4 separate regions of the Mus musculus genome follow, and regions 2, 3 and 4 are each linked to region 1. A link is a contact called in public HiChIP or PLAC-seq, Micro-C and promoter capture Hi-C data. All regions are on one chromosome and are shown on one strand. Each heading gives the region's core, a stretch centred on a gene start, on an enhancer-like site or on the middle of the called end of the contact. The rest is flanking DNA. Distances are from core to core; before and after follow the strand shown. Region 1 holds the start of Wnt11 (wingless-type MMTV integration site family, member 11). Region 2 holds the start of Arrb1 (arrestin, beta 1). Region 3 holds the start of Gdpd5 (glycerophosphodiester phosphodiesterase domain containing 5). Region 4 holds the start of Serpinh1 (serine (or cysteine) peptidase inhibitor, clade H, member 1).

What was found. Promoter capture Hi-C pulls out the DNA fragments that hold promoters and counts their contacts. Hi-C and Micro-C count contacts between places; a contact is called where the count stands out from the background. HiChIP or PLAC-seq counts read pairs in DNA pulled down with a chosen protein or histone mark.
Region 2: a Micro-C map of embryonic stem cells shows a contact between it and region 1, with 3 times the contacts expected there. The contact joins the promoter of Arrb1 here to the promoter of Wnt11 in region 1. A contact is called at or near these places in 1 of 39 promoter capture datasets (embryonic stem cells), 1 of 484 Hi-C or Micro-C datasets (embryonic stem cells) and 2 of 115 datasets of contacts at active chromatin or transcription factors (bone marrow-derived dendritic cells and pancreatic cancer cells).
Region 3: a contact with region 1 is called in an H3K27ac HiChIP or PLAC-seq map of extraembryonic endoderm stem cells, with 5 times the contacts expected there. The contact joins the promoter of Gdpd5 here to the promoter of Wnt11 in region 1. A contact is called at or near these places in 5 of 39 promoter capture datasets (embryonic stem cells, hematopoietic stem and progenitor cells, liver and 1 more), 3 of 484 Hi-C or Micro-C datasets (all in embryonic stem cells) and 7 of 115 datasets of contacts at active chromatin or transcription factors (embryonic stem cells, extraembryonic endoderm stem cells and pancreatic cancer cells).
Region 4: a promoter capture Hi-C map of embryonic stem cells shows a contact between it and region 1, with 2.4 times the contacts expected there. The contact joins the promoter of Serpinh1 here to the promoter of Wnt11 in region 1. A contact is called at or near these places in 2 of 39 promoter capture datasets (embryonic stem cells and liver), 3 of 484 Hi-C or Micro-C datasets (the N1E-115 cell line and embryonic stem cells), 2 of 115 datasets of contacts at active chromatin or transcription factors (both in embryonic stem cells) and 1 of 9 other capture datasets (liver).

The regions. Positions count from the first base shown.
Region 1 is chr7:98,835,650-98,841,862 of GRCm38.p6, forward strand. It overlaps Wnt11 (wingless-type MMTV integration site family, member 11), which reads left to right and starts at 3,196. Exons shown (of 5, transcript NM_009519.2): 1 at 3,196-3,541. The coding sequence starts at 3,459. Gm33770 (a long non-coding RNA gene) reads right to left here and starts at 446. Exons shown (of 3, transcript XR_378356.3): 1 at 266-446.
Region 2 is chr7:99,533,085-99,539,297 of GRCm38.p6, forward strand. It overlaps Arrb1 (arrestin, beta 1), which reads left to right and starts at 2,402. Exons shown (of 16, transcript NM_177231.2): 1 at 2,402-2,714. The coding sequence starts at 2,695.
Region 3 is chr7:99,377,858-99,384,070 of GRCm38.p6, forward strand. Gdpd5 (glycerophosphodiester phosphodiesterase domain containing 5) reads left to right here and starts at 3,661. Exons shown (of 18, transcript NM_201352.3): 1 at 3,661-4,351.
Region 4 is chr7:99,350,341-99,356,553 of GRCm38.p6, forward strand. Serpinh1 (serine (or cysteine) peptidase inhibitor, clade H, member 1) reads right to left here and starts at 2,899. Exons shown (of 5, transcript NM_001111044.1): 1 at 2,713-2,899.

The sequences.
Region 1 (6,213 bases), core at 1,946-4,445:
TCCCCCTTCAGGTTCTTCCGTCCTGTCTCCCATCCCAGGACTCGGTCCCCTCCCTCGCAGTCTGCGGGTTGATGAGGTCACGCCCGAGCCATCCCGGGGGTGGGGGGATTTGGATCCCGCGACAGAGGGTGTGTGTGAGGAGGCAAGAGAGGGGGACAAAAGCCGAGAAGTCCCTAGCTCCTGCCAGAGCAGGGGGGGGATAGCTCCGAGAGGTGAGAAGGGCTCCTAGAGGCAGCTGGGAAGGGGGGCGAGTTTGTTTACCGACCTCAGCTCCAGGTTGGGGGCTGGGGATAGGGAGGAGAGTCCTGCCCCCGCCCTGTGACACATCTGGAGCGCTCCGAACATCTGGCTTACATCCACCAGCCCGGTACCTTCCACCCGTGGCACTGAATTGCCTCCGTGTCCCTTACAGTCTTTGGGAACACAGGATTCCGCTCCAGCGGGTGGCAGGAGTTCCGCACTCTCCCTATCCACTTTTCAAACACTGCGTCTCCGCGGTGACCTGGAACAACATAGAAGATCCTGACAGCCTCTCCGCTGAGCTTAAAGTCAGGTCTCACGCAACCTCGCAGGTAACCTTGAAGCTGTCGCTCGGCGTCCCTGTCGCACCCTTTTTGTTTTGAGTGCTGCGCGGCCAGCCTCTTGGAGCAGCCCATTTGGTCATTATAGTCGGTCAATTGCGGACATTGTCCCGGCGCACAGCACCAAAGCTGGAGCCAGCATAGCACACCGGGGGTGGGAGAGGCTCGGCCAATCCTCGCCGGTTAGCCTGAGCGGGAAGGTTATCTAAAGTAAAGTTTCTAAAGCTCTCCAAGGCTCCAAGCCTTAAGATCACCTGTTGGCGGCCCGTGGCTGGGCCACAGTGTCCGTAGTGTCCGACGTTTGCACAGCTCTGGGAGGCTCATTCTTCAGACTGCTGCAAGCTGGGTAGCTTAGACTAAGTGTCCAAGGAGAGGAAGAAAGATTTGCTCTCTCTTTCTCTATAAGCACTGCTTTTTTTTTTTCCCGCGGGCCCACTATGAGACTGTTCCCATTGCAGGCTGGGCGCCCAGTCTGAAGCAAGAGGTTGCGTAGTTAGTTCAGGGATAACGAAAACAAGTCTTAAGGGATAACCAAGGCCAAGAGGGAAGTCACTCTGCGCTTCATCCAAGACGCGAACAGTAGAGCCCGAAGTCCCACTGTGTGAGGCCGGGGCAGATATTTCTTTGAACCCAGGCTTAGCTCCCCCTGGCGGACCGGGGACTTCGAGCGACGAATGCGCTCTGACCCTCTGGGCGCAAGGTGAGGGTGACACAGCGGCTCCCAAGGCTGTCCTGGACCTTCTTAGGTAGGACGAGAATAATATCAGTACCCAGAGACCAAGGTGCCTTTTAAGCAACGCGCCGGGGTGACGGAAGGAGAAGTCTAGGGCCTCTGGAGCTGCTGGGAAGAGCAGGGAATAGCTGGAGGCCTGGGTCCCCGACCGACTGCTGTGCGGTTTGGGCCACCCTTCCTCTCACTGGGAGTCGTATATTGATACCCCGGTGTAAGTCCTTGAGATTCCTTCTGCGACTTAGCGATCCCTTCCCACTTAGAAACTCTGGGTGCCTTCGGGGATCCCACACTTTAAGTGGGAACAAAGAGACAATGACTGGTGTTTTGAGGCCCCCCCCCTCCTCTGCGATCTGATCCTGCAGACATTTTTCTGATTTGGGGGAAGTGTGCAAACTTCCAACAGGGAGGGAAAGATCTGGATACGGAAGAGGTAAGAGGAAGATTCGGACTGCACCAAAAATCCCGTTGAGACCCCAGCTTGGAGTCGTGTTTGTGCCAAGCATTTCAGACTTGGGGGACTCTGTGAAGGGGGGGGGGTAATTCAAGGTTTTCTGCTTGAATTCCTCTGGATTCTGCCAGAAGGCCCCAGAAAACTATGACGTTTCAAACGTGTGTGTGTGTGTGTGTGTGTGTGTGTGTGTGTGTTCAAGCCTGTACATTTGAAACACACAGGCGTGCATAGGCTACACAGGTATGTATAATAATAGCGGATACAGAGAGAAGATCAGACGAAGATCAGAAAGCTGGAGTCCAGGTCTTTGCTTTTTAATAAAAGGGAAAACTTAGGCTGGGGTGGTTGAGGAATTGCCCAAACTCACAGAGCCAGATGAGAACCGCTCTTCCCTGTTCCAGAGACCCCCCCCCCCCCAAGTCTGGCACCTCCTTCCTCAGACTCTGTAGACCCTTTTGGAAGGAATCCCTTTGTCCTTGCTGCTCCAGAGAGGAGAGGGGCTGTGTATGACTCGGGGCGAATGCCAGGTGTTGGTAAATTTGGGAGAAGCCTGGAAGGGAGTTAATGAGGTGAGAATGATGAGAAGGGAGTCAAGCCTCAGAAAGCAGCTCCGCAGGCTGCAAGCGGGCGGGGTGGCGGCTCCTCCGCGGCCCTAGCTCGCCGCCTGGCGGTCCCAGAATCAACCTCTTGCAGGCCTGGAGCTTCCCTGCTCTGCTAGGGAGCTTTGGCGCTGCCTCGTCCGGACCGAGGCACTGAAGTGGCAAGTCTGAAGTAGCTCTTCAGGCGCTGGAGATGCCTCAGTGTGTAAAGAGCACCCACCTCCACCCCATTTTTGCAGTTTCCCCTTCCCTTACTGGAAAGTAGGTGCCCAGAAATAGCACCGTCTTCTGTGTTCTCCCTGCCCTTAGCTTACCCGGCACAGGTAGACAAAATAGCTCAACAGCCCAGCACCAGACGGGTGCTCACTAACTGAACAGCCTAACAACTAACTGAACAGATGTTTCCACATCTCTGGGCCTCGGTTTCCTCATCTGAGATGGATGGAGTGACAATACCCATCACAGGTCTGAGAGGAGTAAAGATGGCTGGCTACACTGGGAGACTGTTCTCTGTAAAAGGAGAATTCTGCTCAGATCACCCCATTCGCAGATGAATAAACTGTAGACTCATTAAAGCTGCAATAACTAATAATCGATATCGTGGATTAGTATAGGAGCCTAAATCATATTCCGGATCAGTTCCTCTCCTTGCGGTCGCTACGTCAGTTGGTTTTCGCGCTGCTGCTGGTGGTGGGGTCTCCTCCTTGCGGTCCTCTCCAGACTCTCTGCTGGGTCTCCCGAGAACCTCCTATCTGCTTCACCCTGTCCTTCCTGGGCCGCTCAACCCTGATCTGCCCTGGGCGACACGCCCTCGGCCGCGCTAGGGTCTCACCTAATCCGAGCCTGACGCCGGCGGGTCTCGGGCGGTTCGGGGAGAGAGCGGACTCCTTCCTCGCTCAGCCTCCCCGGCCCGACCCCTCCTTTGTAATTTGAATAAAACGCCTCCCAGCCCGCGCGCCGCCTTAACCCGCCGCCCTGTTCTCCGTGATTGCAGGCGGCGTGCGCGCAGGAACAGCAGCGGTGGCCTGCAGGCGGCGGAGTTCGGTGCGGCTCCTGCAGGGTGCGACCCCCGGGAGCGCCGGGCGCGCGCGACGATGAGGGCGCGGCCGCAGGTCTGCGAGGCTCTGCTCTTTGCCTTGGCGCTCCACACCGGCGTGTGCTATGGCATCAAGTGGCTGTAAGTAGGACTCCGTTTTCACTCCAATGGGCCATTGGGCGAGAAGCTGGAGAGGTTGGGTGAGCCCACCAAAATCTGCGAGGCTAAGTTGGCTTGGGCGTCGTGGGCGAGCCGTTCTTAGCTCGGCGACTTCTTCTGTGATATGCTGTTCTTACCCTCCGCGGGCTTGCGAAGTGGGTGAGCGGATTTTCTCATCCAGGCCAGGGTTGCTCAAAGGCCAGTGAGGGACTAGGGAAACATCCTCTCCAAGTGGCACAACTCAGAGAGAGTCTGCTCAGTTCAGGACACAGGGTCCAGTTCGGGATCATGGCCTGTCAGCCTCCAGGAGGTCTGCTAAGAGAGTTTTGACCCCTTCCACCTGGGGACCTTGGGGGAAGTGTCACCTTCTGGGGCCTCCGAGTACTCGGTCTGTCAGAAGGATAGTTAGTACCGGCTCCTTGGGATCTGATTGGAGACTCCCTAAAGAGCTGCTGAAGGTCCGAAGCTAAGGGATGTCCTGGAAGGATAAATGGTCGCTGGGGGCAATTTTCCTGGTTTCCTCGTGCAGTGCTAGTTCCTCCTGTGGTGGCTGCCGTAGGCAGTGTGAAAGGAGTGGGATATGGGGAAAGGCAGCCCCTTCCTGAAGGATCTGTCCCTGGGCTGGGAGAGATAAGCCCGGGCTGTAAATAACTTTCCAGGGGTTGTAAGAGTGGAGGCTCCGGGGCTCGGAGGAGGGCAGCCTGGTTGGGTCACCCATGAGGGTTACAGAGATTTTCTAGAGGCTGCCACTTTTGGCTGCACAAGTGAGGAGTTTGGCAGGTAGGAGATATGGAGGACACTCTCAGAGTACAGTGCCCGGAGTGGGAGAGTCAAGAACAGGAATGTGTCTGCCTTGCTCAGGTCATGGTTAGGGAGCCTGCAGATCAAACAAGGGATTGATAGATTATGGGCACTGAAGAGGGTCGGTCCAGGAATTCGCTTTGAAGAAGGAATTACTGCAACACACTGAACCTCTGGAAAACTGGAGGTTCCTGGTCCAGCCTTTTCTGGTGCTGAGTTCTTGATTAAATAATTCGGGAGGGAAATCCCATCTTCTTGTACTTCTGGTTTACAAGAAAGGGGGTCTGTCCTGGGCCAGGCTCCTTCGAACCTCCTCCTGCTGCTGTCAGGCACTCTTGCTTATTGGGCTGGGCACAAGTCAGTGAGAGAAGCCCCTTCAGCCATTGCTTTACAGACCAGGGGATGAGGTGAAGAGAAGGAAGGGGTTGCTGAGAGCTACAGGGGCCTTCATGGCCTAGCACCAAGCTTGGGTGACTTGTTTTGTTTATAGAGTCCTGGGGACACAACTCTCATCTCTCTTTATCTGCCCTACAAAGGGCGTCCTGAGGTTCTAAGGATTCATGTGACACACACAGTCCCAAGCTGGCGTGTGCTGGGGATGGGGTGGGGTACGAGGCCGGCTGAGAGCAACACCCAGTTTTGCTCTACTACGTCTAAGCCTTGACACACATGGGCACAGCTCAGAGTCTGCACTCAAGACATCCCCCAGGGAGGACTTGACGGGCAGAGATGGAATGTGAAGCAGGTGTCCCAGGCTGGAGGAAGAACAAGGACAGAAGTATGGGGGCAGGAGCATCCCCTGTCCCCTGCAGGGAGCAGGGACCACAGGGTGTCCTATTACACAGCTCTGAGAGCTGCAGGCCTCTATCTGATTTGTTAACACTCCATGAGATAGGTGACAGACTGACTTTTCGTTGCTTCACAATAAGGAAGTTAAGGTATAGAGATGGTAAGTAGCGGCCACAAGGTCACATGCTGGCCCTGTGGCTGTGAGATCAGAGGAACCCAAGCAGAGGGCTTACGAGGCTAACCCTTGATAATGGTTGAACTATTACTGCAGCTGGAAAATAGAGGGCCTGGGAGAAGCAAAGCTTAAGAATAGTATAGCCAAGCTTGGTGGCAGAGGCTGGTAATCTCAGCTACTGAAGGGGCTGAGGCAGGAGGATTGCAAGTTCAGTGCCTAGCCAAGGTACAGGTTCATTCAAAGCCAGCCAGAGCCACGTGGTGAGACTCTGCCTTAACATTTAAAAATAATGATAAGGGTTGGGAGTACAGCCCAGCATGTGCGAGGCCCTGGGTTCAGCCCCCTGCCCGTGGGGGGAAGAGTGGGAGCAGGCATAGGCACTTGTGCACACAGATGCAGCCTTGCTGGGTGCCGGGTGCTATTTTTGACATACATACGGCTTCTTTTCAGTCTCCCAATCTGTGTTGTGTGTTCTGCTTTCCTGAGCCCCTCTGCCCAGCAGAGGAAAGGAACACCTTGGAGGATCTTTAGCAGAGTTTCATAGCCAATGAGGAGTAGAGCAGACCTTTGGGTTGGGCTGTTGGTAGAAGGAAGTCCCGGGACAGTTGTGCAGTGGGGGTAGGGACTCGTCAGGGCCAGCTGTCCTGGGGCAGTCCTGGGGACCATGTGTGCAGGCTTGGAAAGTGACCTGGAGATGAAAGGGACATTTGACACAAGAACTGAAACCAGATGTGAGTTGGTGGCCTGAGGTGCCCACCTGGTGGGCTTCTGGGACAGACAAGCTAAACAGGTGGGATCAGGGATTGGGGAGCAGGGTCGAAATCTGACTGCCTGGTGATCCTGGTGATACACTGAGAACCTTAAGCATTGCCTCCAAAGCCAGGGGTGG
Region 2 (6,213 bases), core at 1,152-3,651, 700 kb after region 1:
ACAACAACAAGAGCCGGGTTGTGGTGGCGCACGCCTTTAATCCCAGCACTTGGGAGGCAGAGGCAGGAGGATTTCTGAGTTTGAGGCCAGCCTGGTCTACAGAGTGAGTTCCAGGACAGCCAGGGCTACACAGAGAAACCCTGTCTCGAAAAAAACAAACCAACCAACCAAACAAACAAAAAAACAAAAAACCAAAACAAAACAAAAAAGAAAAACAACAACAAGAACACCAAAAACCCAGCCAAATTCTGTCTATGTTCTGTGTTTGATTCCTGTTGAGGAAAGCTGGGGAAAAGAGAGGCCAAGATCAAGAGGAGGCTATGGGGGGCTGGGGAGATGGCTCAGTGGTTAAGAGCACCAGCTGCTCTTCCAAAGGTCCTGAGTTCAATTCCCAGGAACCACATGGTGGCTCACAGCTATTTCTAGAGAGTGCAGAAGCCCTCTTCGTGCATGCAGGTGTATATGCAGATAGATCACCCATATACATAAAATAAATAAATCTTTAAAAAAAAAAGAGTCTGTGGATTTGGGTGAGCCATTTAATTTCTCTAAGCACCAGTTTGTTCATTCATTTTAGAAAAGGCAACCAAGCATTTAGCTCATAGAGTTGCAAGTGCCAAGTAGCACCAGGCACACCTCCCACCCCTCATGGGTTTACAGGCTAGAAAGGATGCTCTTGACACCTTGAGCCACGTGTTGACACCCGCCAGCTACCAGTCTGTTCAGTGTCCCTCAGTGTTAGAGCCATGCTTTCCAAAGCTGGTCTAGAAAGAACTACGTGGGGGTGGGGGCGACCTGGAGCCATCTGGGGCATCTTTCTGGACTGTTGGTTTGCTGAGAAGTGATCGACAACATTGTTTGTTTTAGTGACATGACCGCAGATACTTACTAAGTAGGATGGCGAATGTGCTTTGAGCATCGGCACTGGGCACTGTCCTGAGTTCATCGGGCTTGGACGAAGCCCCCGTGGAGAGTACAAGACCAGGCCTCTTGATTTTGAGCTCACAAAGTTTGCTTCCTGCTATCAATAGAGAACCCTACTCTGCTCCTTTCAAGAGCCCCCCACAACGGCCTGCAGAAGGGTCAGGTGGCTTCCTGCTCTGCCCTGGTTGGAGGAAGGGAAGATCCCAGAGGCTAAGAAAGGGCAGGTGAAGTTACAGACCTTAATCCACTTCCTCTTAGCTCTTACCATTGCCCAGATGTGGACCACCCTGCCTGTCCATTAGCCTCTACCCACCCCTCCCCAATCTGGACATAATTATAGTCATTATCCTGGGATATTATTACCAATTCTATAAACAGCACACTCTATGTAAACAGCATAGGTAACTGCTTCTGAACATAATTACAGGAGATGTTTCCAGACCCCGCAATTGCATCAGAGTAAATGATAGCTTCCTTTCCTATCGTTAATACTCCGATATTAGGGACCTATCAGTGCCAATTAGTCAAACTCCAGCAGTGAGGGGCTGAGGACCTTACATTCCTCCCACTGCCTCAAGATCCCTTCTAGGAGAAAATGGATTCAAACCCTTTCCTACCCCTTCTTAGCCTCTGAACTCTACCCTCCCACTGCACACCGGCTACTTCTCCAGGGGTAGGAAACGTAAGGAAAGTCAAGGTTTCCAAGGATACCAAGAAAGCTGCAGACAGTAGACTCTGCTGGACACCGCTGTGTGCAGGTGTCTGCCCGCAAGAACAAGCAGATTCCTTCAACAATTGAACAGGACATCTGCTGGTCTTAGGACCCAGCCAATAGACCTGAAATGGGCTGAGTGGTGTCCAGAGTCATTACAGGCACCTAAGCTAGGCCTGGGTGCTATATCAATGATGCTAGATGCTACAGGCCACCAGCTAGTTGGCTCTCGGTCCCTTCTTTATCTCCTGTTCTCACTGCTTCCTCTTTCTGCCTGCCCCTCCCCTTTCCACTCTCATCTGCTCTCCAGCATTGCAGTCCGCTGCCCGCCCCCACCCCTTCTTCCTGTCCCTGTTGTGTCGTTGGGTGGTATCTCTCCAGAAGGGCGGGGGTGGGGAGGGTGGAGCAAAGGGCGAAGGCCTGGCTAGGCTTTTGGAATCTTTCGCTGTCCTCACACAGGGGCGCCTCTGAGGCTGGGCCTTGAAGTCTGCGGATTTTCCGCTTGCTTCTATCCGCAGACACAAAGGCCAGTCCTGGCGTGCGCGGGAGAGAGCGCTCGCACCCACGACTGTGAGCACACATACACAACTGCACAAAGACGTGCTACCTCTACACACACACACACACACACACACACACACACACACTCTCTCTCTCTCTCTCTCTCTCTCTCTCTCTCTCTCCACACCCCACCTCCCGACAGGCTCGCGCGCACAGCCGTGCACACGCACCAGCACTGGCACGCGCTTGCGTGCACGCGCTCCCGTGGACCAGCCGCGGCCGGCCACGCAGCCCTCACTCTCTGGGCGCGCACACGCAGAGCCGCGCACGGAGGCATACACGCGCGCTCACACCCGCACGCTCCACGCCCCTGGCGGCGGCCTGGGCGCTGTGCTGCTCGAGCGACGGGCGGGGACCCGGGCGGGGGCGGCGGCGGCGACAGCGGAGGAGGCGGAGCGGGGTAGCCGGGAGCGGGCTGGCCCGCGCTTCTCCTGGCGGCCGGGGATTTTCCAGCCTGGACGCTGACGCCGCGGACCTCCCTGCGGCCGCCGCGGACCATGGGCGACAAAGGGACACGGTGAGTGCGGGTGGCCGCCCTGTCCCACGCGCGCGTGGGGACGACCTGGGCGAGGGCACGGGCGGAGGTTCCAGTCAGCGTCACCCGGGATCTGGCACTCTGTTGTCCTCCCAAGTCTCTTGTGTGGTTCTCTGGCCAGAACCATGTGTACCGAGGCACCCAGGGTGGGCCACCCCATTGGGTTCACGGCTCCTGGCCGAGACGAGCTCACACACCCAGCCCTGGTCGATAGACTTCAGGACGCTCTGGGGCAGGCTGACACACAACACACAAGCTCATAAACACATGAGCACCCTTCTGCAGGCACACACTGACAGTCGTTGCCACACTTCGCATTTGTGACACGACGACGTCACATACGGTCTCTCACGCACACACCAGTCTGTCAACACATTCTTGCTGTCAGTCCTGTTAGCATACACAGGTCCCACTCGAACACGCACCAGCTCTAACAACACCCTCGTGTTGCTACACACATGCGGGCATACACCGACATACGTAGCCTGGCACTTGGGTGCTGCAAAGCACGGTCTAAGCTAGTACGTGCAGTCTGTCAACCCTCTCTGACGTGACACGATGTGGCCACAGGTCTTAGTGACACATCAAGGCTAACCACACACATGCAAGGCATAAAATGCCTGCAGGGACTGACATCCTCAGAGCAGTGGATACACTCACTTCTGACTCCTCATAGCAGGGCCGGGAACACAGGTCACAGAGTGGAAGGCTCTGAGACCTGGAAGGCAGGTCCCCATTCACATGGCTTTCTTCCCCTCTGTCCTCCAAAGCACATAGCTAGGGGCTCCATGTAGCTGAGGGAGGGTGACGGGAACTGTTTTGTAGAGCTTGCCTTGAGAGGAAAGGTTAGGCCCTCGAAATGGAAACTAGGTCAAAGTAGGAGGGCTAGGGAGGGGCAGGGAAGCTCGTGGGGTCAACCCTTATGACCAGACTGGTTCACCTTCCTGGCCCTTGAGAGTCTCCTTGCCATCTTCTCTGGCCCCTCCTCTAGCCTCCCTGCACCTGCCGTTTACCATTGCTTTCCTTATTACTCTTCTGTTTGTGTCCTTCCCTCTGCCTTTACCTCCTTTCTTCTGATATTAATTTATTTATTAAGCCCCTGTTGTATACTAGGCATAGCCTAGGGCATAAGAGATGATCAGAAAGGAAGCATCCCTGCAGTCACATGTTGGGACCCTTAAACAAAATGACTCATTGCCCACTGACAGCTGAGCCTCAGCAGTGAGTGAAAGCAGCTACAGAGGTTATTCCCATTTCCCAGGAGCAGAAACTGAGGCATAGTGGTAGCTCAGATACCTCATGTTTAGAAACTGCCTCCCACCAGCCTTCCTACTGATGGCCCTTCCTGGAGGTTAATTTTCCTATTCTTGTTTCCCAAAGAGGAACCAAAGGGTGAGAAAGGTCACTTGCCTTGCTGAAGGTCAGGAGGGGGCAGAGGCCAGGGTCCACTGTGTCTGTGGCTCTCCTTGGAGCTGCACTGTGTGCACCCTGGGTGTAAGGACTAGCAAGGGACCCACTTGGTGCAGAGACACAGTTTTGGGAGACTGCAGAGAGCTATGAGGTGTTTGCATTAACCTTGAGGGCCACCGTAACTGGTTGGTCAACACTGTGACCTAGGCCTCAGTCATTGGAGGAAGGATGCTAGGATGCGGCTCTCTTCAGCCACACCTGTCCCCCTCCCCACTTAGAGACCCTCTGGCGCTGCAAGGTCGAGCTTTGCTCCCTGCAGAGCACAGCAGGGAGTCAGCAGCCACTGGATTCTTCTTTGTTCTCCAGTGCTGCTGGTGACCGGGGTGACTCAGCCTTGCTGGGCCTCTCTGTAACTAGGGGAGAAGTGTCACAGCTCCCTGATACCTTGAATTGTCATAGGATGAGGACCTTGTGAGCCTCCAGACACCTGTTGGAGAGTCTGTCTGAGGCCAGAGCTTTGTCCTTGACTCCCCCTGCTGTGCTCCTAACTCAAGGGCAGACCCAGTGTTCCCACCTGTACACTGAAGCAATCAGAACTTTGGGTTTCAATGCTCCCCAAAGCTTACTGAGTTCACTGGACATAGGAGTAGGTAGGAGCTGCCTATGCCAGGAAATACAGACTAGCTACATAACCCCCACCTGTCCATCTTTGCCTCCCCTCCCTGGGCTCCATGAATTCTGCCTTTCTCTTTCTAGATCTATCTGGATATGAAAGGTAAGCTCGAGAAGAGAGTTTCTTCATTGTGTTCCATTAGCCATAAGATTTTTGCTTTGTGAATTGGAAGGGACATTGCAAATACTGACTAAAATACTCTTAGGCTCTGGAGTCATCACCTGTATCCCTGTCGGTTGGAGGAAGTGGTAATAAACATTAATCAAAACTGTCACTGCAGTTCACTTGCAGAAACACCTGGGTTGAGAGGAGTCCCAGGGTGGAGTAGGCGAGCACCAAGGTGGAACCCTAACAGGGATCCCACAGGGAGCATAGGCCATTGGAGAGTGGCTTCTCTGTACCCTGGATAAGGAGTTCCCAGAGCCAAATCCCCAGACTATACATCCCCCAGGTGATTGTGATGCAGGACACAAACGCTGTGGGAGGTGGAGGAGGAATTCGCACCACCACTCTGGGCTGTTTGTGGACCAAAACTGTCCTGGGTTGTCCAAGCCGCTAGGATTGACCTAGAAGCTTGAGGAGGCTGAGAAGTGGAACTGGAGCGCCCAGGGCCTGGAGGTGTGAAGGGGAACACAGGCCAGTCATCCCCAGCCTCTGGAATGTCTGGCTAAGCAACAGGATTTTTCTCCCACTGCCAGGGTCAGCTGGAAGGAGAGGGTGGAGCAATTCAGGGACAAGAACAAGTCCTTCTCTCCGCCAGGTGCATAAGGCAGTGGCCAGGAGACGGGAGGAGCAGGCCTTCAGGCTGAGACACTCTAGGAAGGAGCCTCAGAACCAAGGCTGCAGGGAGGATGGGGCTGATCAATAAACAGCATATGAACAAGGAAGGGGGGGTCAGCAAGCTAAATGGTTAAATGCACCTTTGCTGCCTGTCTGGGGTTAGAGTCACGTTCACAGGGGCTGGGAGATGACTCCAGTAAATGCTCATTGCTTAAGCATGAGGTCTTGAATTAGCATCTCCAGACTCCACATAAAAGCTGGGCATAGTGGGCTTGAACCCTAGTTCTGGGGATGGGGATAGGGGAGTCAGGAGGGAAAGAGATGTGGAGACAGGAATGTTGCCAGAGCTCTCTGGCCAGCCAGTCTAGCACTAACAGTATATCTCAAAACATAGGATGGAGAGCGTCTGAGGACAATAGCTGATAGTAACTTTTGGCCTTTATATATACACACACATACATGTGCATGCACATAAGCACACATACAAGAAGTATATGCACTAGCCTCACTGAATTCTTTCCATAATTTAGTAACAGGAATTGCTGTTCCCATTTTAAAGGTGTGGAAAGAGGAAGCGTGTTCACCACCAGTTAGCATCTGAACAGAGGTTCCTCTGTC
Region 3 (6,213 bases), core at 2,411-4,910, 540 kb after region 1:
CTGGGTTCAATTCCCGGAAACCACAGGGTGATTCACCATCATCTATAATGGGATCTGATGCCCTCTTCTGGTATGTTGAAGACAGCAACAGTGTACTCATGTGTATAAAATAAATAATTCTTTAAAGAAAAATCCAGTGTAGAGCCCCCACCACCATGACCACGTGCCCAGAGGTTTGTTCCCTGGGTGATTCCAAATCTGGCCAGTCTGACAATGTCAACCATTCCAGGTATCCAGTGCTCTGATGCTCTCCCTGTGGCAACACTGCTGCACAGCCAGCTAAATGAGCAACCCCTGTGTTCACAGAGAACTTGGCATATGGCTGCATGCAGAGTCCTGGACCAAGGGCTCTGCCTAGAGAGTGTCATTGTCCCAGCCTGGGTATCCAATATGTGGCATATTACTTGGTCTAGCACAGGGTACATAGGGTCATAGAGTGAGAGAATGAAGCACACTATCTCAGTGCAGGGCCAAGGGGTCCTGTCCCATCCCTTGTCCTTAGAAGCTTCTAACTGGGTTGGGAAACTGACTCTCATTGCCCTAATCCCTGGGCATAAATTACAAGAGGGGGGCAAGACTTCCATTGCAACAGAGCCCACAATGCTGCCCACTGAGAGACCTGGAGAGGCTTCCTGGAGAAGCCTTTAGGGATGGGGCATTCCCCTGGTGGAAAGGGACACACGCAAAGACTTTGAACTGGTGGAGATAGAGACCAAGGTGGAAAGGCATCCAGAATCTGCAGGTGCAGTGAGCTCAGCTGAGCCCACCAACTGCTCTAGACAGTGTGCTGCACAAGGATAGGATCACCTCTGCCTGTTAAGTCTTAGTACCCACCCATCCCCACCCCACCCCTGCCACCACCGAGCACGGTGCCTTCCCATCACGCACAGAGTGCAAAGTTATCCAGTGAAGAGAGTTTATACACCAAGGTGGCCTATTTAGAGAAGGAATGCAAAGTGACTGATAACTGTCAGCCTGCAAGCGAGTGTCCATCTAGGACGAGAACACAAAGTGCCCTCTGCACGGACACTGCGGAGCGGCATCTGCAGATCGCTCTGGCTAGATGCACAAGGCTCTCAGGAGCCGTGGGGTGCACAGAAGGCTACTGTCTCCTGTCAGCCTCCAGGCATGGCTTCCAAGCCAGGCCATGCACTGACAGCCTCCCAGACAAAGCCACCACCAATCATCCACTGTCACTCTGTGGCCTCCCTCACCACAAAAGGCCAGATTGCCCCAGATCAGAAAACTCCTTCTCCTCCATAGGGGCAGCCAGAGGGCAAACGTGGGTGTTTTGAGACCTGAGCAGCCGTTCACCACTTGCTGACCTTAAGTGGGCCTCAGGAGTCATCGAGGAAGCTGTGTTCTGAAAAGCTTTTTTCTTTTGGACATTCTGTCCATCTGACCTCCTGAAGAGGCTGTCCTAACAGCCAGACAGCTCTACTCTGAGAACCTCATTCATTCATCTTCTAACGCTGAGGTCTCTCAAGGGCCATGGTGGGTGGGGACATACATCCACAGAGTAGCTCCCAGCCATGAAGGGGGAGGGAAATGAGGCATGAACATTCTTAAAGAATCTTCCATGTAAGCAAATCAGACTAAAGGCTGCCTGGGAGTTCAGGATGGCATCTCAGAGAAGGTGACATTTGTGACTCAATTACTGAGTCTAGGCAAGGCTCTAGGACACAGCAGTCAGGCAAGCTGATGAGCACTGGCTCTCCAACTCTCACCTCAGTCCTGCAGGGGAGCAGGAATAAACTCAAGGTGGGATTCACGACAGTCCAGGAGGACCATAAGGGCAGCCACTCGGAGGAACTGTGTAGGGATGATGTTCATTGTTAGCGAATCTGAGAGAGGTGTGAGGGAGGGGGGGGGGGAGAAGAGGTGGAAAGACAAGGAGCTACAATAGCAGGCTAAGAGTTCAGGGCTCCGTGGGGCTGACAACTGAAGGCTGACGGTTCTTGGCCAAGGGGAAGGTATACGAGATCTTGGCACCCTTACCAAGTGTGATATGGATAGCTTCAATCCTCAGGCAGGCCCTTGCCACTCCCCTAGGCGCTGTGTTTTAAGGACACTTGTTTCCCTACAGAACTCCATCATGTTGACAGTGTGCTGAAAACTTCTCACAGCCCTCTGCTAATGGAATCCAAACTCCAAGCTCCTCCTAGTTTGATCTCATCAGCATCCAGCTGGGCTGTGGGCTCAGGAGGATCTTAAGAGATCTTTGGTCCTTTGGATAAGTCTGAACTCCCTTCTACCTGCCTCGCTGGAATCTCCCACTTTGACTTTTGCTCTACTGCTGCCAGGATTTCTCAGGAGCACGGTCAACTCCTACTAACCTTGCTAGCTTTTTTTGACCTCAGTTTGCCTGTAACCTGCTCAGGGAAGCCTCTGCTAACCAATACGAGGCAGAGATCTCTGGAGGTGTCCTTTGTAAGTGCTGTTGTTTCTGTCAGGAAAGCCATTCCTTTGGTCTTCTAAGCCCATGTGGTTCCTCACTCATTCGACTGTCAAGTTGCAGTGTCTTGAGTTTCTTTAAGGTGGTATTATTATGTCTTGTGAGACAGGCTCACACTGGCTTCCATTCACTGTGTAGTCAAGGATGACCTTGGCATCGCCTTAGGAGGCTAAAGCCATCTTCCAGAGCCAGTCTAGTCCAGGAATGTCACAGAGTTGGTGGATAGAATCCTATACCAGCAACAGCAATCTGGAAAACACCATGCGCCCCCTACAGTCTTGGTCCACAGCAGTGACAAAGGGGTTTCACGCAGAAAATTGATTTGAGGCTTGCAGATGAACCTGGGCTGGGCTGCCTCATCCTAGGGCTCCCCAAGCCAATTAGTGACTTAAGCCCTGCCCACGCGCACTCGCAACACTCATTCATATATCAAACCCTTCACTCCTGTTCGGTGCCTCACACAGGACGCTGGATACTTCAAAGACAGGGAGGGGTGGGGAAGGTGCACAGCCGACAGAAGTCACGATTCGAAGTGAGCTGTCCTCACACACCTCCGCTCATATTTTTGAAACTGATAACGACGTTCCTCCCTGAGCCGCAGAACTCTGGGAAAGGGGAAGTGTGGGAAACAGATCTGCTTTTTATTTTTACAAACTTTTTTGCATCGCTTCCTAAAATCAGAGCCTTGCACTGCTCCCAAATGCTACTCAGTGCAAGGAGCCCTAGCAGCGGGGAGGAGCAAGAGGCTGGCTGTATCACGCTACGCCCCAGGTTCCGCCATCCAGGGACATCCCAGTCCTAACCTCGCCTCCTCCATGCTTCGCCCTTTCCCACTGCTGGCCTCGTGCTCAGTCACAGTCAACCCAGGCCCCCGAGCCCACCATCTTGATCTCCAGGCGGCTGGCTCGCTTGCTACGCGCAGCTTTCATTGTCCTTCTCCAGCGGCACCAGACCACGCTCAGCAGAGTTCCACCCCTCTTCCACTCTCCCATTGGCTCTTGCTGCCCAACTGCGCCGGGGACCGGCCTAGCAGTGTCTCTCACGCCCCGCCTTTGCTCCCGGCCCGGCCAGGGGCGGGGTTTCTGTTGGTCCCACCCTTTAGGGGAGGGGCCAAGCTCGCAGGCGCTCCGGAGCTGTCTCGGCAGGGCTCGGCTCGGCTCGGCTCGGCTCGGCTCGGTTTGCAGCTCGGGTGGGGGTGGGCGGCTAGGGTGACAGCGGCAGTAGCAGAGGCTGCGGCGCGAGGCTGAGCAAGCGGTGAGCGGGGAGCCGGTAAGAGGAGGAAGTGGAGCGGCGGCCCGGAGCTCTGGAGTCCGCTGCCGGCACAGGTCCGCCCAGATTTGCAGAGTGAGCGGCGTCGGGACCTGGGCAGACTTCTTCGCCTTGCTCCGGCCGCTGGCGCTCCGCCTGCCCTGCCCTGCCCTGCCCTGCTTGTCCGAGCCCCGCATTCCGCGCCTGGACTTTCCTAGCCCCGTGGTCTGGAGCTGCTGGGACGTTCGAGCCCCGGCCTTGATCCGGAGTTCCGAGACGGGACGTTCTCGGCCCCATCATACTGACCCATCTCTGCTGGAGTGTCCTCCGCCCCCTGGTCGGCGCAAGGTGGCCCCAGCTCTGGGACTTGAGTGTAGAGGAGCCGGGACGCCCACCGGCCTCCAGCTCCTGGAGAACCAAATCTTCAGCTGCCTTGGACCGAACTGCTCCGGACTTGAAACTGTACTGGCACCGCCCGGGTCCAGCGCACCGTGAGGGGTCCCAAGCAGGCAGAACAGTCGGACCGAACCCCTGGGCGAGTCGAAGCTGCCACCTTTCTCCGCCCTAGGTTAAGGATCTTGGGGTGCTTGCTCCCAGGGGAACACAGGGGCTTCTCCTGCCACAGTCTCCAGCGAGCGGAGGTTGCAGGTGAGAGCCCCGGATGCGCGGCGGGAGCAGTCCCGGGAGCCTTAGAGGCAGGGCCCGGGTCAGCGGAGGGCGTGGAGGGGACACGGGCAGAGAGTGAACTGTTTAGGAGAGGGCGCGCGAAAGATAGTAGAGAGAAGCCCGCACTTATTGAGTGCCCATTGTGTGCAGGTCCGAGCCCCGCCCTTGCACAAGTCGTTCCTTATCCAAAGCTCATAGCAACCCCGAGATAAAAGCTATTGTGTATTGTTATGGGCGCAGACAGTTGGGGAAACTGAGGCGTGGCAGGGTTGAGGTCCTCTGCCTTCCATGTTGAGGATTAGACTGGGGAGAAGGGAGAAGATAAAGAGAGAAAGAGCAAAGAGGGAGGGGAGAAGAAAAGAAGTGGATAGCCTGCATGCACGTGAGAGCTTGGCAGGGTGGGGGCCTCTGGGGCATCGAAATCCAGGCACTGGTCCTGAAGCCGAAGAGGTCCTTCTTACCAGCCACTCTTGGGTCATGGGCATGCCACCTCCCAGGAAAGGTGAACCTGCGTTGAAGGCAGGGCTTCCCTGTTCCAAAAGATCTCTTCCCGGGGTCCGGGCTGGAGGGACAACCTGCTTCCCATAGTTAATGTCCCCAAGTTACTGAAGTACTCTTTATCTGTTAAAGGACTCACCATATTGGTCCCCAAGACACAGCCATGTGGAAGCTGGAGCTGTGGTCCCTCAGAACTCAGCCACCTTCCTTTGGCATTATTAATGAGGACACTGAAGACTTGTGGGGGGCACAGTGACCCCAGGTCCTAAAGCCAGTGAGTGGTTGAGAGAGAAGTAGACCTGAAAGATTTCCAAACATCCATCAAGGGGTCTGCTCCCCTTCCTAGTTCACACCTTTTCGGTCTGTGGCTAGGGTTTCCCCAGCCCCAATATGCAGTTGAGGTAAGCGTGTATGAGACTGCAGAGAGTGTGTGTGGTTGGAACTGGGGCTCAAAGAAGCCTGACTCCAGTCTCTATGTGCAAAATGGCCCAGGGCAGACCTTCTCCAGGTCTTAAGGTTAGGGCTGCCGGATCTGGGGACACACAGTCCAGGTGCTTGATTCCCAGGCAGAAGTTCCTCCTGCTCGCTGCCCTGGGATCTTTGTAGGAGAGGGTATTGTGAAAGAGCATTTGGCACGGACTCTGTGGGCTCTTGTTCTGGGTGGGGCTGGGGTGGCATATGGCCTTGGTCTGGGCACTATGGCCCTGGCTGGAACTGGTTAACCTTTGTTGGGCTGGACTCCCTGGAGTGTGGGGAAATTACCTTGGAAAGCCCCTGGGAGATGGAGCAGGGTCTTAAAGACGAGAAGCCTGTTCCTGGGGTTGGAGGGGTTCGAGCAGCCTAGAAGGTGTCTAAGGGGCTTGGGATTCCCCCTCCCCCACCTCTGCCTGAGGATTCAGATCTCATAATAATCCTTGCATCTAAACAGAGCTCCCTTTTTGATGAACTAATTTCACACCTGTGATCTCATTTCACTGCGTGCTGGAAAGAGCTGGGAACCTCCGGTGAGGCAGAGCAGGAGACTAGGGGAAGCCTCCTTCTGAAGTCTCACCTGCAAGATGGGGGTCAGAGCACGGTGCTACCTACTCGGAAAGAGAGGGTCCCACAGGCAAACTGTTGAGTGCTAAGGAGTTGTGGAGCTTGTCCAATATGGGCTTGCTATTTTAGGCTATCTTGTGTGGGAAGCTGAGGCTCAGAGAGGTGAAATCTTTGACTCAGGCCTGCTGAGTTTGCTTCAGGGACTATTTAAGTGTCAACTGTGAAGTGTTGTAGAAGTGATGCAGGTGGGCTAAGCGGCAGACTGGAGCCTAAGTGGCCAGTGGTCAGTGCTGTGTGGTAAAGAAGCT
Region 4 (6,213 bases), core at 1,649-4,148, 510 kb after region 1:
AGCATGGACCCTTTCCCTCCATCCTTTAGGAAGCCAGAGGCACAGATTCCATTCTGCACTCCCATGGGATGGCCACATCATCATCTCTTCTAGAACCTCAAAGATCCCTTCAAGTTCCCATCCCAAACTCCGGCAGTAGCAGGAGTCCCCAAGGCAAGCCCTGTCCCCTTTTGTGAAGTCACGGGTCACAAAGGTCTCCGTTCCCACAGCCTCCTCAGCTTGCCCTCCCCACCTCTGCTTCATGCAGCAGTTCAGGTAAGTAGACCACAGAGCCGAAAGTTCAGGAAGAACCCTGGAGGAAGACGGGGTGCCCCTGATCGGGAAGACCCCCCCTTTCACAGACTTTTAGGAAGATAGAAAATTCCAAACTTTGCTGGAAGCCCCTTGAGAGCCTGGCCTGCCTGAAAGAGTGAGGGATTTTGGAGAGGAACCTATATAGCTGGGTCGGGCTGCTCCCATACCTCCTCGGCTGCTTCCCATCTAGGGACCTTGAGAAACAGCGCAAAGGCCCTGGAGGGGTTGAGGGGATGGAGGACCACGGCCTCATGGAGGGGATGAGGGAATGAGGACCACAGCCTCATGGAGGGGGCGAGGGGATGGGCACCACAGCCTCACAGCTGCCTGGGGAACAATGTGAGACCTCTCACTCTTAAGAGAGGTAGGATCCGCAAGTCCAGATTGGCTCCTTCCTCACTAGACCTCAAAGACAGGGGGACCATGTAACTCATGGTACACTCACAAATGAGAGTGAAGCAGTGAAATGATCCATGATGGGAAATATCATATCAACAGGCACGTGGCCACCCTCCTCAAAGGACCACTAATCCAGCAGAGGCCACCAGCCTGCCTAAGGAAGGGAAACCTAACCCTGCCACGTGGCACCCACCATCTTGACAGCCCCCACGCTCAGCCAACCAGGGGCTGGGAGGGGCTTCTCCAAAAAGCTCCAAATGACTAGTTAGGGATTCCTCTGGCAGCCGCAAGGCCCCTGGTGACGTGGCAGGCAAAAGCTGCTTTATCTCCATAGGCCAGCCGAGGGTAAGAACCTGGAGGCCTGGCTTGGGAACCTGGGGTGAGGAGGATTTGCCGGGGGAATCCAGGAGCCTCAGGGGTTTTAGTTTTACAACTGTGCCTCAAAAATCTGAGGGGGCAGGCAGGGCTGGGGAGAAGGGCCACCCCGTTAAGCCCAGCATTAGGGATGAAAGTAGGCAAGTCTCTGCAAGCAAGCCAACCTCCCGCAGCCCATCTGCACAGGCAAGCCCAGCCCATCTGCCACAGGGAAACGCCAGCCCTCCGGCCAAGGTTAGACATTTTACAGTACCATCAAAACAAAACCAAAAAAATATAAGATATCACAGAGCCAAAGGCCGTGTCCACCACTGGGCCAGGGAGCCTGTGATGGGAAGCCTGTAAGGGGAGCAGATGCCAGGAGGCAGGGAGGAGCACCAGGGGGTTTCTCAGACACTTGGTGGGTCTAAAGTACCTTGAAAGGGCCTCAGAGGGAGATCATTGCCTGCCTTTTTCATTCTGAAAGAAAACAGAAGAGTGAAGAAATGGGAACCCCTAGAGACGTGGGGAGCAGAGGCCGGTCGGGCCCAGTCCCCAGTGGGTACCCGGAGTAAGGAGGTGGATGACCTCTTTTGCAGAGGCAGAAACCAGGGCCCAGCTTGGGCCTCTTCGGCTCAAGCAGGTCAGGCTTTCTCCCGGGGGCTCTGCCTTCAGCAAAGCTCCCAGGCCGACCACTGTGGAGTCCTGTTACACAGCAACCCACTACAAAAACACCTCGGCAGGGAATCCTCGGAGAGAGACAAAGGACCAGACGGAAATGGGGGATGGGTACAGAACTATCAGAGAGTAGGGTGTGGCCTCGGCCTTACTTCCAGGCAACCAAAGCCCCCAGTTTTCCAAGGGCCTCCATGCGTGCCCTGGATGCCAAAGGGCCCAGAAGGAAGCACAGGAAGTTGATAGCTAGGCCGTTAGACCATACAGGGAATGGATGCCTTCTTCCTTTCGTCTGGAGGCTCAGGAATGTCCCCCAAGCTGGAGGCAGGATACCTCAAAGCCTCAGAGGAAGTCCTCGCCCTGCAGGAACCAGATGGGTGGACGGAAGGACCAGGGTGACTCAAGTCACCCAGGGCCTGTGGACCCTGACGACACCCCTTTCGGGTGAGGTGAAAGCAGAACTAATTGGTCAAGTCCGGCCACCTTCCACATAGGATACTGATTAAAAAGCGACTGCTCCCCAAAGCAAGGGGGTCCTTAACAGCTAGAGATGAGACACCAAGTCTACACCTCTTGTGCTAGGTTCAGAGGCCCCTACACAGCCTGTGGGGAGGTTGGTCTGGGATCAATCACTGCGGGTCCCTGGGCCTCCACTCCTGAGTTAGGGACTGCAGAGCTGGCCCTTCCCCGTGGACGATGGGACAGTCAGGTCTTTCCCCTCCCCTCTCAGTTGTGCAGAAGGTCACCAGCATTTAGTCCCAGCTCTACGCATTCCCTCTCACCACCTTTAACCTTCCCCGAGCTGAGACTTCTCCGTACTTTACCAGGCAGTCCGCGTACTAGACCGCAGCTCCAGGGAACCCAGGCAAGTGACAGTTCCAAGTCCGATCTTTCACTGCCCACCTGTGTCAGGACCCCAAGCTTTGGAGCGATCCGTTCCCCCTTGGCCAATGCGCAACCCCAAATCGCCCGGCCGCTCCCGCCCCTCACCTGGGCCGGGCTGGGCTGCTCCGGGACCGACAGGGCAATCGCTCCTCAGACAGGCTCTGCTCAGCTCACTGCCCCGGGCCCTGGATCTATATATGGCTGGCCCCACCCCCTCCTGCCTGTCCCAAGAAACTTCTGGAAAGTTGGAAACGCTTCCGGAGGGCGCCGTGGCTCGGAGAGGAGAAAAAAAGCCAAAGACCTCCCCCAAACCACCCTGGCTCCCGCCCCTGTGCCTGCGGGCTCTCTCCCAGCCCCTGGGTCCTACTGCCCCCTCGCCCTACTAGGTAGAGGGGACTCTCCTCCCGCACCAGCTAGACCTTGGGAGCCAGGGCATTCTTGGGATTCCGCGGTCCTGGACGTGGAAAAGCAGGGTTTAGACTCGAGAGTGAACTGAAGGCAGACAGGCTCCAAAGTCCTGCGCTCGGGGACTGGAGTTGTCGTCTTCTCGGGGTTGCCCACACAAGCCTGCTCTGATCACATATCCCTTCTGCCCCACATGACCCTGCTCTGCCCCAGTAGATCCATTGCCTACTGTTATCAAGCTTTAATCAGGGACCCCTGATGCTACTCCTTAGTCAGGGGCCCTCTCCTTTGCCTTAGGAAAAAGTCAGAGGCAGGGGTCCCTCTCCAAACCAGGGTTCACCCTTGAAACATCCCTGGGGAGGAGAGGCCCTGAGAATTCTAGCTGGACCCTCACCCTGGCAACCAAGTCTTGAACTGATTTCAGACAGACACCTAGGTGGTTCCACTGGACATGAAGTAGTATACAGCAGGGAACATCCTGGATGAATTAAATACAGCATTGTGTGACTTTCCTTCTGGGCCAGTACCCTTGGTTGATGTTAAGTCCTAACTGCCCCTTTCTCCGTCTCAAATGGGTCATCCCTGCTATCTCCTTCCCTCCCTCCCTATCTCCATTGCCTCTTGGGGCTCAGGGTCTCACTATCTCAGGCTCTCCCGCCCCACCCCACCTCTTACACTGAGATAGCTTCTTGAGCCCTGAGTTAACTGATAGTATTCTTTACTATTCTAGTGTCATGCACAAATCTGCACAACTGGGCAAAGTCCCTGCCTTCAGGACCTCCTTTGTGAGGGGTGTGTGCAGCTAGTGGGGAATTCAGTAGGTGAGGCCTGTTGTTTTAGGATCCTCCTATCTTCTGATAGTGGAATGACAGACAACAGATGGACATCACTAGAGAGGAGGTGGAGTGAGAGGCTTTTCCCCCTCTTTTCAGTGCACTGGGGCTGGAACCCAGATCCTCAGGAAAACCAGGAAAGAAAGCATCCTGCCACTGAGCCCCAGCCCCAGCCCCAGAGAGACCCTGTATGCATTCACTCACATTCAATCAACAGACTCATAAGTATTTTCTTTCTCCCAGATGCAGAGCCTGTGGAACAGATGTATCCTTGCACTCAGCATCCCAAAAGATGAGTTCTCTGCAGTTATAGAGAACAGTGGGGGAGGGAATGGACCCCCAGCCTTCCCCACTTCGGGCTGAGGGAAATATTAGATCCTAATAGACTTAGACCCCAATCAAAGGATCAGAGAGTATACGGATTTGCAAGTGACTGCCACAGATGATAATATCATTCAGAAGCCCCACAACGTCTTTGAACTTCGTGAAGGAATCTTAGCTTGGTAGGATCTCAGAGTCAAAGGTCTTGAGAAGAAGAAAAAAAAAATCATGGTACCAGGCCTAGCGTCACATGCCTGATGGCCCAGGATGCTGGAGACACTGGGTCAAGGTAAACCTAAGGTAAACGCTTAGGACTTCGTCCCTATCTGCAAACTTAGTATCCTTATGAATGTCCCCCAAAGGCAAGGGCCTGCCTCTCTCTAAGAACAGTGACCTGGCAGCCGCTATTGTTTTGTAGAACAGATCTGATCTTGAGCAAACTTTGTAGGCAAAAGGAGGGCGGTATCCATCTTTGTGGTGGCTGATTCTCCTTCCCGTCCTCCTGCATCCTCTATGTACTGCTTATGTGAATAAATCTTTGCTAGGAAAGGATTCCACCTAGATTCCAGACCCCCTTTCTATTATCATCCTCGTCTTGGCTCTTGGGGTCTTCTGGAATTCAGTTGGTAGGCTGTGAGCTGAAGGAGCAGTGTGCATCCAAGCTGGGGGTGGTGGTGGTGTGGAGGTTTGCTGGGTTATCCACAGGTCTAGTGTAAAAATCCCTTACAGCCCCACCCCCACTTCGCTCTGCTCTCCCATCTGCCAGCATCCAGGCCTCCATTGAAAGCATCCGGGCTAGCACTGGGAGGGGATGCTAAGAGAACTATGACTTTCCTGTTTTGCAGAGGGTAAACTGAGGCTCCCTGTGTTAGACAAATCCAGATCCCTCGTAGGAGTGAAAGAGTAGAGTAGAGACGGAAGCCCTCCATTTGCAGTCAGTGGAGCTGAATCCGGGAGCCGGGTGGGTGTAGGGCTGGGGCCCTCCTGCAGCATCACAGAACCCTTGTGTAGCTCACCTGGCCAGAAGCCTCCTCCATGCCTGTTGGGCTGCTGTGCCTCCTGGGTGTCTAAGCTATCTCACCCAGATTGTTAGTGAAAGTCACTGGGGACTTTGAAAGGGTGGGAGAGGTCTCACCCTCCTCCCTCTGAGTCCCTAACTCCCAGCCCGGGGTCTGGCATAAAAGAAGGTAGCGGGTGGAAGCCTTAGCCGGGCCAACGACGGACACGTGGGAATCGGCTGACTCAATCTCCTTAGAAAAGAAAAGGCCATGGCTCCTTTAAATTTCCAACATCAGCAAAAAAATGTCGAGAGCCTTGGCCACATTATTCTTAGCTCGGAGCCCAGCCCCAGACACTGGAGCCCTTCCCCCACTCTCCAGGCAGCTTGCTCCAGAGAAAGCCTCTTTTGAAGGGAGTGGGAGGAGATTCAAACAGGTCCAGAAACTCTCTGGTGTTTCAGGCCTGGATTCCTTTAGTGTCTGCAGCTCTGCTCCGGCCACCCTGTCCTGCCTAAGGGTAGGAGCCTAGCTTGGCGTTCTCAAGGTCCAGGAGCATGGCAATGGGAACCAGAACTCCCTCCAGTCCGCTCCATCCACACTTGCCAGAAAGGAATACTGAGCCCCAGGGTATTTTGCCTCGGGTCTCACAGCATGGCTGAGCTGGAGCTGAGCTGGAGACCACATCTGAGCCCTTTCCCACCACACCACCCTTTTTCTGACCCTGCCTTAAGCTGAACACAGTTTGGCCAGGGATTGTAGAAATAACTTCTTTGGGCCCCTGTGACTAGATTCAGTCTTCGTGCCATGGACTCATAGGACAGACGCTAGCCTGTCATTTAAGTGTCCATACTGCCCATGGCTTCTGATACTATCTGATTCTTTGGTGAACACGTTTCCATTTTAAGCATCCTGGGATAAGCGGGTGAGAGAGTGAACAGTGCCAGTGAGGCTCACAGCATTCCAGAAAGGAAGACGCAGAACTGGACAAAGGATGGAGAGCATTTGTCCCAGATCCTGGGATGGTCCCCTCGGGCTGTTTCAATATAGAA